Regions from separate parts of the Mus musculus genome. Here region 2 is linked to region 1. The links are chromatin contacts, called in public Micro-C maps. All regions are on one chromosome and are shown on one strand. Each heading gives the region's core, a stretch centred on a gene start, on an enhancer-like site or on the middle of the called end of the contact. The rest is flanking DNA. Distances are from core to core; before and after follow the strand shown. Region 1 holds the start of Tmem211 (transmembrane protein 211). Region 2 overlaps Sgsm1 (small G protein signaling modulator 1).

Evidence for each region. Hi-C and Micro-C count contacts between places; a contact is called where the count stands out from the background.
Region 2: a Micro-C map of trophoblast stem cells shows a contact between it and region 1, with 2.0 times the contacts expected there. The contact joins the enhancer-like site here to the promoter of Tmem211 in region 1. A contact is called at or near these places in 2 of 39 promoter capture datasets (hippocampal neurons and macrophages), 16 of 484 Hi-C or Micro-C datasets (the N1E-115 cell line, embryonic stem cells, reprogramming fibroblasts and 3 more), 5 of 115 datasets of contacts at active chromatin or transcription factors (all in embryonic stem cells) and 1 of 9 other capture datasets (pancreatic islet).

What each region holds. Positions count from the first base shown.
Region 1 is chr5:113,222,191-113,229,939 of GRCm38.p6, reverse strand. Tmem211 (transmembrane protein 211) reads right to left here and starts at 3,031. Exons shown (of 5, transcript NM_001033428.2): 1 at 2,939-3,031.
Region 2 is chr5:113,265,484-113,273,232 of GRCm38.p6, reverse strand. It overlaps Sgsm1 (small G protein signaling modulator 1), which reads left to right. Exons shown (of 25, transcript NM_172718.3): 16 at 4,404-4,532; 17 at 6,764-6,946; 18 at 7,286-7,354. Among named protein-coding and RNA genes, the nearest start is that of Sgsm1, 41 kb to the left of the region's middle. Within about 2 kb of position 4,377, at least 6 of the 459 cell types and tissues checked have an H3K27ac peak or open chromatin away from gene starts, as enhancers often do. A contact at or near this core is called in trophoblast stem cells, where this site is marked.

The DNA.
Region 1 (7,749 bases), core at 1,782-4,281:
GCTGGGCATGCCAGTGACCACCAGTTTACCACAGTTAGGGCATCGGCAACTGTCCCACCAGCTCCAGCCAGAGAACAAAGATGGTCCAAGAGCCAAGGTCCTGCTCCCCAGGTCAGAGGGGCACAGAAGTGGCAGCTGGACAGCTACCATGTGAAGCTGTTGTATTCTTCTCTGGACTTGGACATCCTTGACCATAGATTGACTGTGTTTGGATCCCAGTCTCTCAATGGTTAAGTCCTGATCTCACAGTGACCCCCAACCTCAACAGAACACAGTAGGGAACATGACATAATCAGGGTTTTTTTTTGTTGTTGTTGTTGTTTTGTTTTGTTTGTTTGTTTTTTCGAGACAGGGTTTCTCTGTATAGCCCTGGCTGTCCTGGAATTCACTTTGTAGACCAGGCTGGCCTCGAACTCAGAAATCTGCCTGTCTCTGCCTCTCAAGTGCTGGGATTAAAGGCATGCACCACCACTGCCGGGCTCAGGGGTTTTTTTTTTTTTTTTGCTTTTTTTGTTTTTTGTTTTTTTAAAGGAACTTAGGGTCATGTAAACAAAACAGGACCTTAAGACAAATGGCCTCTATATCCACCCATCCACCCATCCATCCATCCATCCATCCACCCATCCATCATCATCATCCATCCGTCTGTCTGTCTATCTGTCTGTCTGTCTCAGTTAGGGTTTTACTGCTGTGAACAGACACCATGACCAAGGCAAGTCTTATAAGGACAACATTTAATTGGGACTGGTTTACAGGTTCAGAGGTTCAGTCCATTATCATCAAGGTGGGAGCATAGCAGCATCTAGCAGGCATGGTGCAGGAGGAGCTGAGAGTTCTACATCTGAAGGCTGCTAGCAGAATACAGACTTCCAGGCAGCTAGGATGAGGGTCTTAAAGCCCACACCCACAGTGACACACCTCCTCCAACAGGACCACACCTACTCGAACAGCGCCACACCTCCTAATAGTGCTACTCCCTGGGTGAAGCATATCAAACCATCCCACTATCTAATTATCATCTAGATGTCTATGTATTACCTACCTGTCTATCCATCTACCTGTCTATTTATCAATGTATCTATCTCTATCACTGTCTGTCTGTCTATCATCTATCTATAAGCATCTATCTCTCTATCCCTTCCTCCCACCCACTCATGTGTGTAGCTATCCTATTATCTTTCCACCCCACACCATACTAATTAAGCATCTAGTACATGCTACGGTCTATCCTGGATGCTAGGTCGACCTCATTTTTTTTTTTAAATCACCATGTGGTTGCTGGGATTTGAACTCAGGACCTTTGGAAGAGCAACTGGCGCTCTTAACCACTGAGCGATCTCTCCAGCCCTCCTGGGTGCTAGGAACTGAACACGGGTCAGGACAGCCACAGCCTCTCTCCTGTGGATCCCACCCCTGCCTGAGGAAGAGAGATGTTGAGGAACTAAATCAATATATGAAGCAGATGTGAGGCAGTGTCATAGGAAACAATGGGATAGAGAGATAATCTGTGTGGAAGGGTCTTACAAAGCCTTGTGAGAAAGCCAAGTCTGACCTAAAGGTGGAGATGGGGGAGCTGTGTGTAGGTGTGGAAAGAGCACTACAGGCTGAGTGTGGCGCAGGTGCAAAGGCCCTGAGGCCAGCACATGCAGGGCACATCAGCAGAAGCAGAGAGGCCTCTCGGGTGGTTGGAATACAGAGTGATGGGGTGGTGGAGCCCCAGCATGGACAAACAGTGGTCAAGCTGTGCAGCAACCATGGAGGTGAAAGTCAACCTGACCAGATTTGCTGAAGGTATGAGAGGGAGTGTGTGTGTGTGTGTGTGTGTGTGTGTGTGTGTGTGTGTGTGAGATATCCCCAGGGCTTTTGGCCTGGAGTCTGGACCTGAGTGATAAGAGCTGGATCAGAGAAAGCAGTGGCTGAACAGGAGGCTGTGGCACTGAACCATGTGCATGGCAGATAGATGATCAATAGATGAGAGATAGATAGATAGATAGATAGATGAGAGATAGATAGATGAGAGATAGATAGATGAGAGATACATGAGAGATAGAGGGATGATAGATAGATAATTGATAGATGATAGATAAATTGATTGATAGATGATAGATAGGTAGATGGATGATAGATAGATTAATTGATAGATGATAGGTAGGTAGATAGATGATAGATAGGTAGATAGATGATAGATGGATGATAAATTAATTGATAGATGTTAGGTAGATAGATGATAGATAGATAAATAGATACATAGATGATAGATAAATTGATTGATAGATGATAGATGATCGATAGATGATAGATGATAAATACATAGATAGATAGATGATAGATAGATAGATGATATACAGACAGACAGACAGACAAATAGACAGATAGGGGATAGATACATAGAGACAGAGATGGCCAGGCTGCCCAGGCGAGACCTGAGGTCCTTCAACACATGGTCTCTTTCACTAGTATATGCCTCAACCAGGCCTGCTGGCTCTGTCACCTGGGACAAACAATACAATGGCTCAAAGCCTCTGTTTCCCCAACTACAAGATCCCTGGCCTACAACAGGGCTGCTTGACGTTTGGAGGGATGGGTTCCTTTGAACATATGATTTTTAAACTGTGGCTGTGTTCCACATTCAAGCTTCAAACCACACAGAGACACGAGCACACGACAGTGTGTGGTTCTAGGGCTCCCAGGGCCCCTAAGCAGTGCCTGAGGCCAGCCCGGCTCCTCCCCTGATATTCCCTCATCACTTTGGGTCAGGCTTCTTCAAGGTTACCTCTACAATGTGACCTCCCCTCATCCAGCTCTGGCTTAGAAGCTCTGGCCTGGAATGTAAATCTGTGAGCTTTAAAAAGGTGTCTTCCCCTTTAAAGGTCACATTCAGGTGGGTAAGCAGAGCAGGGTCACGTGAGGCGCTGGTCCGAGAAGAGTGTGTACTCACCCGTGCAAGGTTTCCTTCCTGAAATCAATAGCTATTCACTCTGGGCTGACGGATGGGCTGGACTGAGAGGGCAACTCCAGTCTCAAATAGGATGGGAGGAGGGGATGGTTTCCTGGGTAGGAGAAGGCACCGCTAGGGGTCCCAGAGCTACTATTAAATACTGGGGTCCAAACTGGGTATCCAAGCGTCCACCCCGAGTCTCACTGGCTTCATAGGAAGCCAGTGCTGCAGGATGCGCCAGCAGAGGGCGCGCTCACTCCACCTTCTTTCCGTGGGCTAATTCCCATGGCTTCTAGCTGAGGCTTGGCCAGCTTCACCGAGCATTTCCTGTAATTGTTCCCTTCCCTTCCCTTTCTCCAAGTCTGTCTTCCCTCGCTCCTGTTGGACTGGGATCACCTTCCCAAAGACGCCCGAACACGCCCAAGTTTGCCTGGGGCTCTGTTTGCCAGACCGAGCTTCCTGCTATGTGAATGAGTTCCAGCTCCCTCCTCTGCGGGTGAGGGCTGGAGAGACATCACCTCTTGAAGGGTTGTGGCCCTCGAAGCAGAATCCCCTGGATTGGTACCCCGCTAGTTTCACTAGTATCATCTCTACTGGGGAACTCGGGGTCTCCTTTGTGGATTATCTGTCGCCCGGTAAATTTAGAAGGAAACTCTTTAGAGGAGTTTGAGAGAAAGCAGGTCAGGTGGGCTGGAGGGAGTAGCTGCCTGTAGGAGGGGGGTGGAGAGTCAGAGCTGGTCAGTTACAGGTCAGGAAAGCAGGAACAGGAGCTGGGGATGCCTGGAGCATCCATTTACCTCCAGGAGCAGGCTTCCAGGTAGGAATCCAGACAGCGGGCAGGCTCATCCAGGAGGATCTGAGCCGCAGCATGCCTGGGTGCAGTTTGGGTTATATGAGCGTGCATCTCATTAAAGGCACAGTTATTTTTCCCATCTTCGCTTAATTGTATTCTGAGCACCGTCTCACTTAGCCCAGGCATACCTTGACTTCTCTTTGACGCCGCGGATAACCCACTGCCTCCACCCTACCATGCAGCCCTGCAGCATCCCAGATGGGATCGAACCCAGGGCTGGTAACCGCTGTCCAGTGAGCCACAGACCCCTACTCTCCGCCTCAACCCCCCTCCCCGCCCCCTGCGCGCCATCATCCAACGCGTCTTCGGGTTCTGTTTTCCTACTCAGGTGATTGGCAGAGCAAGTGAGACATCGCGAGAGGATAATGGTGTCCCTGCTGTCTCAGAACCATAATTTAGATTGCGTCTCTTCCCGGCTTGGAGGTATGATTCAGGTCCCTGTCCTTTTGCCCAAAACCCCTAAAAGAATAAATTTCAATTAATTAAAGAAGAAAAAAAAAATCCATCTTCCCCTGGGCCTCAGGAAAATCAAATCTTGAGGAGAGGCCCCGGGACACTCTCCCTTTTCTACGAAATCAGTGTGTTACCATGGAAACGGGAGGCGGAGTCCAAGGATGATTCTGAGAGGGAGGGTCTGTAATAAATAGCAAGACAAAGCAACTTAGTGGAGAAAGGCTTGTTCTGGCTTCACACTTTCCTAGGGACACAACCCATCACGGCGGGGCGGGGGGTGGGGGGAGTGTGGTGGCCAAGGAGTCGGAGTCCGGCTGGGGAAGCAAAGAGTGGACAGGAAGTAGAGCCAGGCCATGAAACCCCAAGGCCTTCCTTTCCCCCAGTGACTCACTTCCTCTCCTCTCCTTCCTAGAGCAGCGATTCTCAACTTTCCTAACTCTGCGACCCTTTAACACAGTTCCTCATGCTGTGCTGACCCCCCCACCCCACCCCGGCCATAAAATTAGTTCATTGCTACTTTCATAGCTGTAAAACTTTGCTACTGTTACGAATCATAATGCAAAAGTCTGATATGCCACATGCTCCTAAATGACCCACCTCAGGGGTCGTGACCCGCAGGTTGAGAACTGCTCTCCTAAATTTTCCTCAACCTTCCCAGACAGTGTCACCAGATAGAGATACTGGTATTCTAATGTCTGTGCCTGTGGGGGAATGGTTCACACTCGAACCACAACGGGGCCTATCCTTGGTGACCAAGAGCCCTGAATTGTGTCCTGTGATGATGCTGGCTCTAAGCGCGGTTCCTTCTTGAGGGTCAGCTCTGTTTCAGTATTTGAATCGTTACATGGTCATTGAGCTATACATAGATCAGCTGAGGGTAAGGTCCTCCCAGTAGTGCAATGCACTACAGCAGCAGCAGAGGTTTGGAGGGAAGAGGAAGCATTTCAAAGAGCAGATTGGTTCTTACCGTCAAAAACCAGGAAGGGCTATGGATGTGACTGAGTTGGTAGAGTGCTTGCCTGGTCAGCAGGAAGAGCTGGGTCTGATCCTCCGCACCTAAAGACTGGGCATTTGTGACAAAGGACTGTAATCCTAGCACTTGGGAGGCTGAGGCAGGAGGATTGACACAAGTTTCAGACTAGCTGTATTAAAACCCTGGCCGTGAAATAAAGCAAAAGCCAAGAACAGCTGAAACAGGGCCCTGCTAGGTAGCTGTGGTTTCCAGGGCTACCCAGTCGGTAGGGCAGATAAAACAGCATCACCCCCCAGGACACATGAAGCACACTGTGCGCAGCCCCCCCTGACCACCCGGGCGCTCAGGATCCCCTGCACTGAGGTTGGGCCAAGCCACCGTGGAATCTCCATTGTTATTGCAAATGCTGTTAGTCAGAACTATCTCTACAGACTTCCCGGAGGAGGCTGATGGTGGCTGATAAAAGATTCTAGGACAGTCCCTGGGGTGTACTGTCCTCTGTGTACCAGAATGAACAAGCCTGGGGTTCTGGCTCCAGGTAGAATGTGGAACCTGACACTCCCTGCTCAGGGTGTAATCCCTGGGCTTGTGTGGCTGGCAGCCTCTCACCTGGCAAGCACAAGAGAATGTGGAGGAGTCCAACCTGTCTCCCAGGAAGTCTCCCCTCCCCTGCCCCACGAGGACCCAGGTGCTTCTGGGAGTTGTAGTTTGGTTTGCTTCAGTGTTTCCTCAGCTCGGCTTGAGTTGACAGAGGAATGGGGCGGGGTAGTCACAGGGGACATATCTAGGTCTGGGGTCTCTGGGTGTGTTGGAAAAGACACTGCTTTGTTCCCTTTGGAGTTTATATTCAGAGACAGACTGGCAGTGAGTGTGGTGGGGACACACCCTTGTCTGGGGAGCCGAGAATAACAAACATCTGGCTGTGCAGTAGCATTTTGTAAGAAGTGATTTGCATAAGAGATACGGGAAGATTCTCAGAGTTTCTGGAAGAGATGGGGCACATAGTGGGGCATCACAGATTGGCTATTCATACACATCTATTCATTGGGCATCTACTAGGTCCCAGCCCTGAGGTAGAGGCACTATGAATCAGGTGGGCGCCCAAATACCTTTCTGAAGTATTTCTAGACAGGAGTGGACATAAACTATTTTTAAACTTAACTTTATTTAATATGTTCTTATAGGTTTTGGTTTTTCAAGACACAGTTTCTCTGTGTAGCTCTGGCTGTCTTGGAACTAGCTCTGTAGACCAGGCTGGACTCGAATTGAGAGATTTGCCCACCTCTGCCTCCTGAGAGCTGGGATTATAGGTGTGAGACGTCATATTCAGCACACCAGACATTTTTTTATACTAACTTACAAACTCTGTATAAAAGCCCTGCTCTTAGGTGGACTTTGAGGAACTTCATCTTGCAGACTGACCATTTGAACTCCCTCAAAGACTCACCCCCCAGCCTCCCCTGTTCCCCGGGAATAGTAGAGTCATATTTGACATTCTCTGGGGTAGCTCCACTTGATAACTGTGTCTATGACATCCAGATGACCCATAACACTGCTGGGCTCTGTCACTGTGGACCAGAGAAGCCTCAGGTGGATCCAGGGCATTATGCAAGGCAGTAGCCCTTACTTCCAAAGGGTCAAAATTCAAAGGATTGTATGAGCTGTTCACACACACACACACACACACACACACACACACACACACACACATCACCACCACCACCAGCAGCAGAGAGGAGGCAGAGAGGAGGCAGGAGAGTGGCAGACAGCTCTCTGGAAGCCACACTGTTGCTTGGGTTTCTGTCTCTTTTCTTGAGGTTGGGCTGGTTTACAATAAAAGAGTAAACCTGCCAGGCAGTGGTGGCGCACGCCTTTAATCCCAGCACTTGGGAGGCAGAGGCAGGTGGATTTCTGAGTTTGAGACCAGCCTGGTCTACAGAGTGAGTTCCAGGACAGCCAGGGCTACACAGAGAAACCTTGTCTCAAACAAAACAAAACAAAAGAAAGGAATAAACCATGTCCCATTTCTCAGGGGAGCATGAGTCATAAATATGATTCAATTTACACATGCGATGTTTCTCCCTAATGCTGGTGAAGTCCCGTGAGAACCTGGATCCATCAGCTCCCTCAGAGCGGAGTCCCCAGAGCCCAGCATAGAAAAGGTACTTAGCAAAGATGCATAGGCTGGCAGGGTAGCGTTCCAGAGATGTTCCAGCTACTGGGGTAAAGGAAGGGACTTGAGGAGAGAATGGGTTGAGTTCAGGAGCTCAAACCTGAGCAACAACATAGGGAGCCTCTGGGGAGAGGAAGAGGACTGGAGCACGAGGAGCTCGTTAGTGGTGGAATGCATCACTTTTGTAAGCCTAGAATTTATTTATTTTGTTTCTTTTTTTTAATTAGGAGCTCGTTAGTGGTGGAATGCATCACTTTTGTAAGCCTAGAATTTATTTATTTTGTTTCTTTTTTTTAATTAGGTATTTTCTTATTTTACATTTCAAATGCTATCCCAAAAGTCCCCCATACCCTCCCTGT
Region 2 (7,749 bases), core at 3,128-5,627, 42 kb before region 1:
TGGACTTAGAACAGACCCATACTTATATATATATATATATATATATATATATATATATATATATATATATATGCACACACACATACATACATACAAATATTCCAACTTGCAAGAAAATCTTAAGTCTGAAACCCTTCAGGGCCCAAGCATTGGGGACAAGGCTATTCAACTTTGAAGAGAAGAGAAGGGACAGCTAAGATGGACATGGTGGCACATACCTGTCATTGCAGTGTTCACAAAGCTGAGGCAAAGGGATTGTGGGTTTGAGGCGAGCCTAAGACACTTTGTGAGTTCCAGGATAGCCTCAGTTACGTAGCATAATGTTTTGATTAAGTCACTGATTATGTGTTGGACCAAGTTCATACCTACTTTGGGATGCATGTAGGCTGTGGCCTTGGCACCTGCTCTGACCCTGTCCATCTGACTCAGGCTACAGTCTGGGCACCTGCCCCAGCGCTGTCAGTCACCCTGCCTGTACCCTTGGTTTTGTTGCTGTATCTATAGCTACAAAGGTATGTGGATTTATATGCAACAAAGTTTCTCTCCTGTTGCTGTATCTATAGCTTCAAAGCTTTGTGGATTTATATGCAACAAAGTTTCTCTCCTGTTGCAGTTATAATCCCCCTCCCCCCAAGCAATTTAAAGGTGTAAGGGCTTATTTTAGCTCACAGTTAGTCAAGGTACAGGAGCATGGGACAGCTGGTCATCTCATCCACTGCTGTGAAGAAAGAGGGAAGTGGGGCACTGGTGGCACATGCCTTTAGTCCCAGCACCTGGGAGGCAGAGGCAGGCAGATTTCTGTGAGTTCAAGTCCAGCCTGTTCTACACAGTGAGTTCTGAGACAGCCAGAGCGACAAAGGGAGACCCTGTCTCAAAAACAAACAAACAAACAAACAAAAAGACATAGAAGTTATATATCATATACTTCATCAGGATTTTTAATCAATACATCTACAAATACACAGAGATATTTATGCCTGTGTATTATTATATAGATCTTATATATTTCTGTGTTTATTATATATACACAGAGTTTCTAAACTTATGTATCATGTCTTTGGTCTCTTGTTTATAGCTATAGAGTGATAGGAATATATTTGTATCCACCTCATCTATATTTCTTTTTAATTTTTATTTTAAAAACATTTATTTTATTTTATTTATTTTTTGGTTTTTTGAGACAGGGTTTCTCTGTGTAGCCCTGGCTGTCCTGGAACTCACTTTGTAGACCAGGCTGGCCTTGAACTCAGAAATCCGCCTGCCTCTGCCTCCTGTGTGCTGGGATTAAAGGCGTGCGCCTCCTGGCTTCCTTTTTGCTCTTTTTAAAAAGAATTCTTTTCCGGTAGTGCAGCGGCAGCACTAGCGCACGCCCTTCTATACCCCTGGCATTTTGATTTTTCGAATGAGTTCCTAGAAGTTGATTGTAGTGTAATAAAACCTGAAATAGATAAGCCAGAGTACTCTCTCTGCCTCCCACGGGCACAGCGTGAGCCTGCTAGTTCATGGGGAGCTACAGGCCCAACTGGCTTCTAGGCTCTGCTCCAGATCTGCATCTCTGGGAGAAGAGCCCACGTCTGTTTCTGAAGTCCCCGGAGTGCTTCCGTGATCCAGTTTGGGAGATACCAGTTTAAGGTCAAATTGGGTGAAACAGTGGATGAGCCAGAATTACTTGATGAACACTCCCTCCCCCGTCTGGTGTAGTCCTTTCTTAAGGCTTAGCTGCCTTCTTGTGCTGTACACTGAATCCCAGAAACTGTCCCCGCTGCCTTGTTGCCTGGAAACACTGGGTTTATTTCTCACTGGTGAGCTGTGTCAGTGGCATCCCCTTCCACTTCATGGTCCCTTGAGAAGCCGGAGAGAACCTACCAACTTCCTCCTAGTCCCAGACCTGCAAATAGTATCCATTACTTCTCACACCCAACTGGCCAAAAAAAAAAACGGTCATGTGACCACACGTGAATGCAAAGGAGTCTGGGAAATGTAGTCCCGTGGCTCCAGGAGTCCTGGAAATAGCTTTTCTATTTTTAATATCATCTCCTCTCTTGTCACTCCAGCAAATAATTGTAGCTATGGCATTTACAAGAAACAGGACCCAAGATCATAAACAAAACAGGAAATGTTAAAATTTAACATAGCATTGTCTTACAGTTCAGGGACTGGAGAGATGGCTCAGTGGTTAAGAGCGCTTGCTTTTCCCAACACCCACATCAGACAATTCACCGTAGCATGCGACTCCAGTTCCAGGGCATCTCCTACCATCATTTGGCCTCTGAAGGGATCAGGCATACACATAGTATCATATCAAATAAATACACATACATACATATGTTATAATGCATATATGTAACACACGTTATACATACATGTAACATACATACATTATACATGCATACATACATTATACATACATATATGCATACATAGGTCTAAGTTTTGTATCTATAAAGTAAAAATATGTCAAATCAACAACTTAACCTTCTATCATAGGAACCGGAAGTGGTGCGTGGGGCAGCATACTGAACCTGAAGCAGACAGACAGGAGGAAAGATAGTGATCAGAAAAGAATTAGAACACACAGAGAATGGAGATAAGAAACTCAAAGCTGGCTCTTAGGGAAGGCCAGCAAAGCTGGGAAACCCCTTATTAGAAGCACAGGTGTGTAGAGGGTACACAGGTGACCAGTCAGAAGCCAATGAGGGGACACCACTACAGACTCCACAGGCAAAGGAATGGATTGGACATGTGAACGCCATAGAAATGTATGTACCAGCAAACTGACAACAGAACTCACAAACCCCTAGAGACTCACACTAAAAAAGGAATTAGAAACTTCAGAGGAGTCATTTTATAACTCATAAATTAAAGCCAAGGAGGCTAGAGAGATGGCTCAGTGGTTAAAAGCACTGGCTGCTCTATCAGAGGACCTGGGTTCAATGCTGGCTCACAGCCTGCTGTAACTCCAGCTCCAGGGGCCTCGGCTCCCTCTTCTGGCCTCTGTGGGCACTGCAGGCACATGGTGCAGAACACTCGTGCACATAAAATAAAAACCAAGGGAAACAGTGGACATCCAAGTGACTCCAGAGAGCGCCCTCCCCCCAACCCCTTGAAGAAAGGAAGTCTTTCTGATGAGGACTTTGCATTTGTGCCACAGCCAGGTTTTCTGATTTCTAAAGACTCTGACATTATCTACCTAAGTGGTCAGAGTTCCCATGGCAACCCAAGGAAGGCTATACTGTAGCTGCGGCTTCGCCCGGTGGATTTTCTTGAAGCAACAAAGCTAAGCCCGAACTAGAGAAAGCCCTAAGCTACCCTGCTGTGCCGAACACTGGGTGTCAGAAGAAGCTTCTGAAAATGCTCACTTTGAATTCTTTTGCTTTAGAGTCATTTTCTTCATGCTGACTAGAGATGAGATTGCATTTGTTAATTAAATGGGATTGCTAGTACATTAGGCACAGCCTTGGGCACATGCTCCCCCCCCAATTATCCCCCTCTAATCCTCTCCCTCCCTCCCTTTTCTCTCCTCTTCTTCCTCTCCCTTCTTCCTCTTCTCCCTCTTAACTCACCTATTCTTTTTTGTTTTGTTGTTGTTGTTGTTTTTACCTCATCATGAGATAAGGTCTCATGTAGCCCAGGCTAGCCTCAAACTCTCTGTGTAGTTAGGGATGACCTTGACCTGCGCTGAGTGCTTGAATTGCAGCATGGTCCTTCACACCTGCTATCCTATATCATCCCTGGTCACATCTTTATCTTTTTCCCCACTTCACACTTTGCCCCCCCCCCACCACCACCACACACACACATCAGTCCTCACACCTGAGCCGGTCGCCCTTACAACTCCCTGTGTGGTTCCCTAGGAAGTAATGTCTCTCTCTCTCTCTCTCTCTCTCTCTCTCTCTCTCTCTCTCTCACACACACACACACACACACACACACAGATGTAGTTGGGTGGGTTGGGTTGTTAGCTCCTCGTGTGATATCAGAGTTAATTACAGGTCCCTGTAGTATGTTCTCTCTCTGTTACTGTAACAAGTTCCCAGACCCAGAAGCTTATAAAGAAAAGATGTTTATCATGGCTCTCATTGTGGAGATCAGAAGGCCCTGTGGCTGTGGTCCTTCGGCAACACAGGACAAATTGGCAGGAAAACATGGCAAAAGAGCAAAACAGAAAGGCTTACTGTGGGGCTGAGCCACCATCCTCCACTGTGACCTAAACCTATGTGGGCTTCTCCTCTGCAGAGCCCCACCAGCTTCCAATAGTACCAAACTAGGGATCAAGTCATTAACACAAGCATTTTGGGGGAATGTTCCAGACACAAAAGTTATGGCTTTGCTCATTCATGACTCACAGGCCACTCTGGCTTCCTGTTGACCAGACCTTTTGCCCTCTGACCCCTCCCCCATAGACCTACCCGGAGCAGGAGCTGCTGCGTCTCATCTACTATGGAGGTGTCCAGCCTGAGATCCGCAGGGCAGTGTGGCCCTTCCTCCTCGGCCACTACCAGTTTGGGATGACAGAGATGGAGAGGAAAGAGGTTAGTTACCTGTAAGGACAATGAAAGTTCCAGGGTGCTGTGGAGCTGAGAACTAGACAGCTGGGTGCTGTGAGGCTGGGAACTGTGCCCTTGGGTACTGTGTAGCCAGGCACCATGCAGCTGGTATTATGAAGATGGGTACTGGACAGCTGGACACTGTGCAGCTGGGTGCTGTGCAGCTGTGCACTATACAGCTGGGCTCTGTGCACCTGGGTACTGGGGAGTTGAGCACTGTATACCTGGGCACTGTGTAGCTAGCTACTGTGCACCTGTGCACTATGTACCTGGGTACTGGGCAGCTGTATACTGTGCAGCTGGGCACTGGGGAGCTGGATCCTATGCACCTGGATACTGGGCAGCTGGGCCCTGTGCACCTGGGTACTGGGCAGCTGAGCTCTGGGTACAGTAGAGCCCTGGTTGCCTGTTACAGTCTTGTTGGTGAGTGACACAGTGAAGAAACAGGAACATGGAGGAAAAAAGCTATTTGGTGGAAATACAACATGAGAGAATTTTCAAACAAGCCGACCTCCTGTTTTGAGGTCATGTAGACTCCCGTGCCTTGTAGGAAGCATTGCAGAGACCTGTGTGACCTTTACTCAGTTTCCCTATGGTGACCTCCAACAGAACTGTGATGTCCTATGCTGTCATAGTTCACTGATGCTGGTACAGCATCCCACCCCACTCAGGCTCCTCCATCCTCCTGTGTGTGTGTGTATGTGTGTGTGTCTCCACATATGCATGCTGGTGTTTGTGTACATGTATACACACTGGTATGTGTGTCTGTGTGTATACAACGGTGTGTATGTACTTATTTTCTTATGTATCAAGACTTGTGCATTGCTGGTGCCTTAAGAATCCTCACCTTGGTCAGGTGTTGTTGTGTCTGGCCAGTAGATCACAACCTGGGTTCTAGCCTGGAAAGGCATTTTGGAAACCTGGAAGAGAAGAGGGGCTAGGTGGCGAGAGAAAGAAATGTAGCTAAGACAGGCATTCTGATCAAAGCTCAATTTTACTGTTCTGCACGCAGATATAAAGCAGGGGAAGGGGCCCGATTCCTGCCAATTAATCTTGGGGTCCAATAGCAGGGTGAACAGCAAAGCGGCAGGTTCCAGCAGTGGGCATGGCAGAACGATTGAGGCTGCAAGCTCCACCCCTGAGCAAGCAGGTTTCAGGCTGGGGGAGGGAGACTACAAGGTGTGATGGCACACACCTTTTATCCCAGCACTCTGGAAGCAGAGGCAGGTGGAGCTTTGTGAGTTCATGGCCAGCCTAGTCCACAAAGTGAGTCCAGGACAGCCAGGCTGTTACAGAAAGAAAGTGTATCTCGACAAACCATAAAAGAAACAAACAAAAAGAATCCTCACTGGTCCCTCTGTAGCCACGCCCACCTCCATCCTGCCATCATCCCCCGGGTTCCTCCTCCCGTCTTCCATTTCCAGAATCTTCTCACATCTAGAATGTTGTATAAACAGAGTTCTGTAGTGTGGAAACTTTGGGTATTGACTTTTAAATTCAGTACAATCTCTAGATCCATCCAAATTGTTCTACTGCTGCCTGTTTCCTTTTAGTGAGTTAACACTTACCCTGGGCATACACCAAGGTTTTGCTGATAGGTAGCTGGGCGATGCTATGAACCTTTATTTATTTACCCTTTTGGGCTGAGAACAGCTAACTACAGCTGACATCCAATGCAGGCTTTCTGTGTTGAGGAAATGCCTGGTAGTGAGATTACCGGGTCATACTGGTGGAGGCAGGTTCAGTCTTGAAGAAAACATTCTGGTAATCTGATATTGCCCTCACCTGATGGATGGGTGGGTGGGTTGGTGGGTGAACTGGTGGGTGAGTGGGTGGGGGGATAGGTAGCAGGATTTTGCTTATCTGGTAAAGTATATGCCTGACTTGGTTCCTGGGAAGATATAGTTACTTATCAAAAGAAACGAATGAGAAAATGGAGTAAATAAATAATAAGCGAATGTGGAAACGGATTGCATAATTAATAGATAAAGAATGAGGAAATAGAGAAAGTATGCAAACAAACTTTGATTGTGGGAGTGAATGAATTACTGAGGAGGGAGCTGAGGGGGAAGGAAGGTGGAGGCAAACTAGCCTTGCTCTGTAGTATTCTGGGCATGGACATCATCCAGCAACGTCAAGTGCCATTGACATTAAATGCAGACAGGCCAGAGCCTAGGGTGTTCAGCACCGCCTGTGCCCTTCACACGTGCCCACAGGTAGACGAACAGATCCATGCCTGCTACGCACAAACCATGTCGGAGTGGCTGGGCTGTGAAGCTATCGTGAGACAGAGGGAGCGGGAGTCCCACGCGGCTGCCCTGGCCAAGTGCTCTTCAGGAGCCAGCCTGGACAGCCACCTTCACCGGATGCTGCACCGGGACTCCACCATCAGCAATGAGGTAAAGGACAGCTGGCCTGAGGGAAATGCTGATGGGAGGGGCCAGGGTCTTGGGACAGCCGCACCTTCAGCTTTTGAGGGGAGGAAGAGCTTTAGAATCAGATATAGATTCAAGTTGCACCCAGAGAATCTTGCCAGTGCCTTTCCTCTGGGCTCTGCTCTTGCATCTGTACTGCGGGCGTGGTGGAGGTCTGGGGATAGCCCTGAGAAGACAGCATGTATCAGGTTTCACTGCTGCATCTGTCAAGAGAAGGAATGGAACCAGGTTTCCTGGATTCCCAGCCCAGAAACCCTTTTTGTGACCTTCTGTCTTTGCCTGTCTGGTTCCTGTCTATCTCAGTCATCCCAGAGCTGCAGCTCAGGCCGCCAGAACCTCCGACTGCAGAGCGACTCCAGCAGCAGCACACAGGTGACTTTCTGAGGCTCAGCTCCCCACTCTTGCCCCACCCCATCCGCAAAGCCACACCCACCCAGAAAGCCCCGCCCAATCCATGCAAGCCCCACCCTCCCATCTGCGGTGGTAGGGTTTGGATGTCCATCATTTATCAGCCGCTTTGCTTGATGCATTCAGCTTTCTATGGCTAGTATCGGAAGTAAACTAAGTATTGCAAGCAGTTGCTGTCTCCTTGGAACCCATAACAGTGGAATGAAGCCCCTGTAGACATCAGCATCCCGGGATCCAAGTCCCGGGTAAAATGACAAGGGTGTGTACAGAACACTGCATTCGCCAGGTCACCTCTAGGCCACTCACAAGCAGTGCAGTCAGTGCAAACGACATGGAAATAGCTATCAGGCTGTGCCACT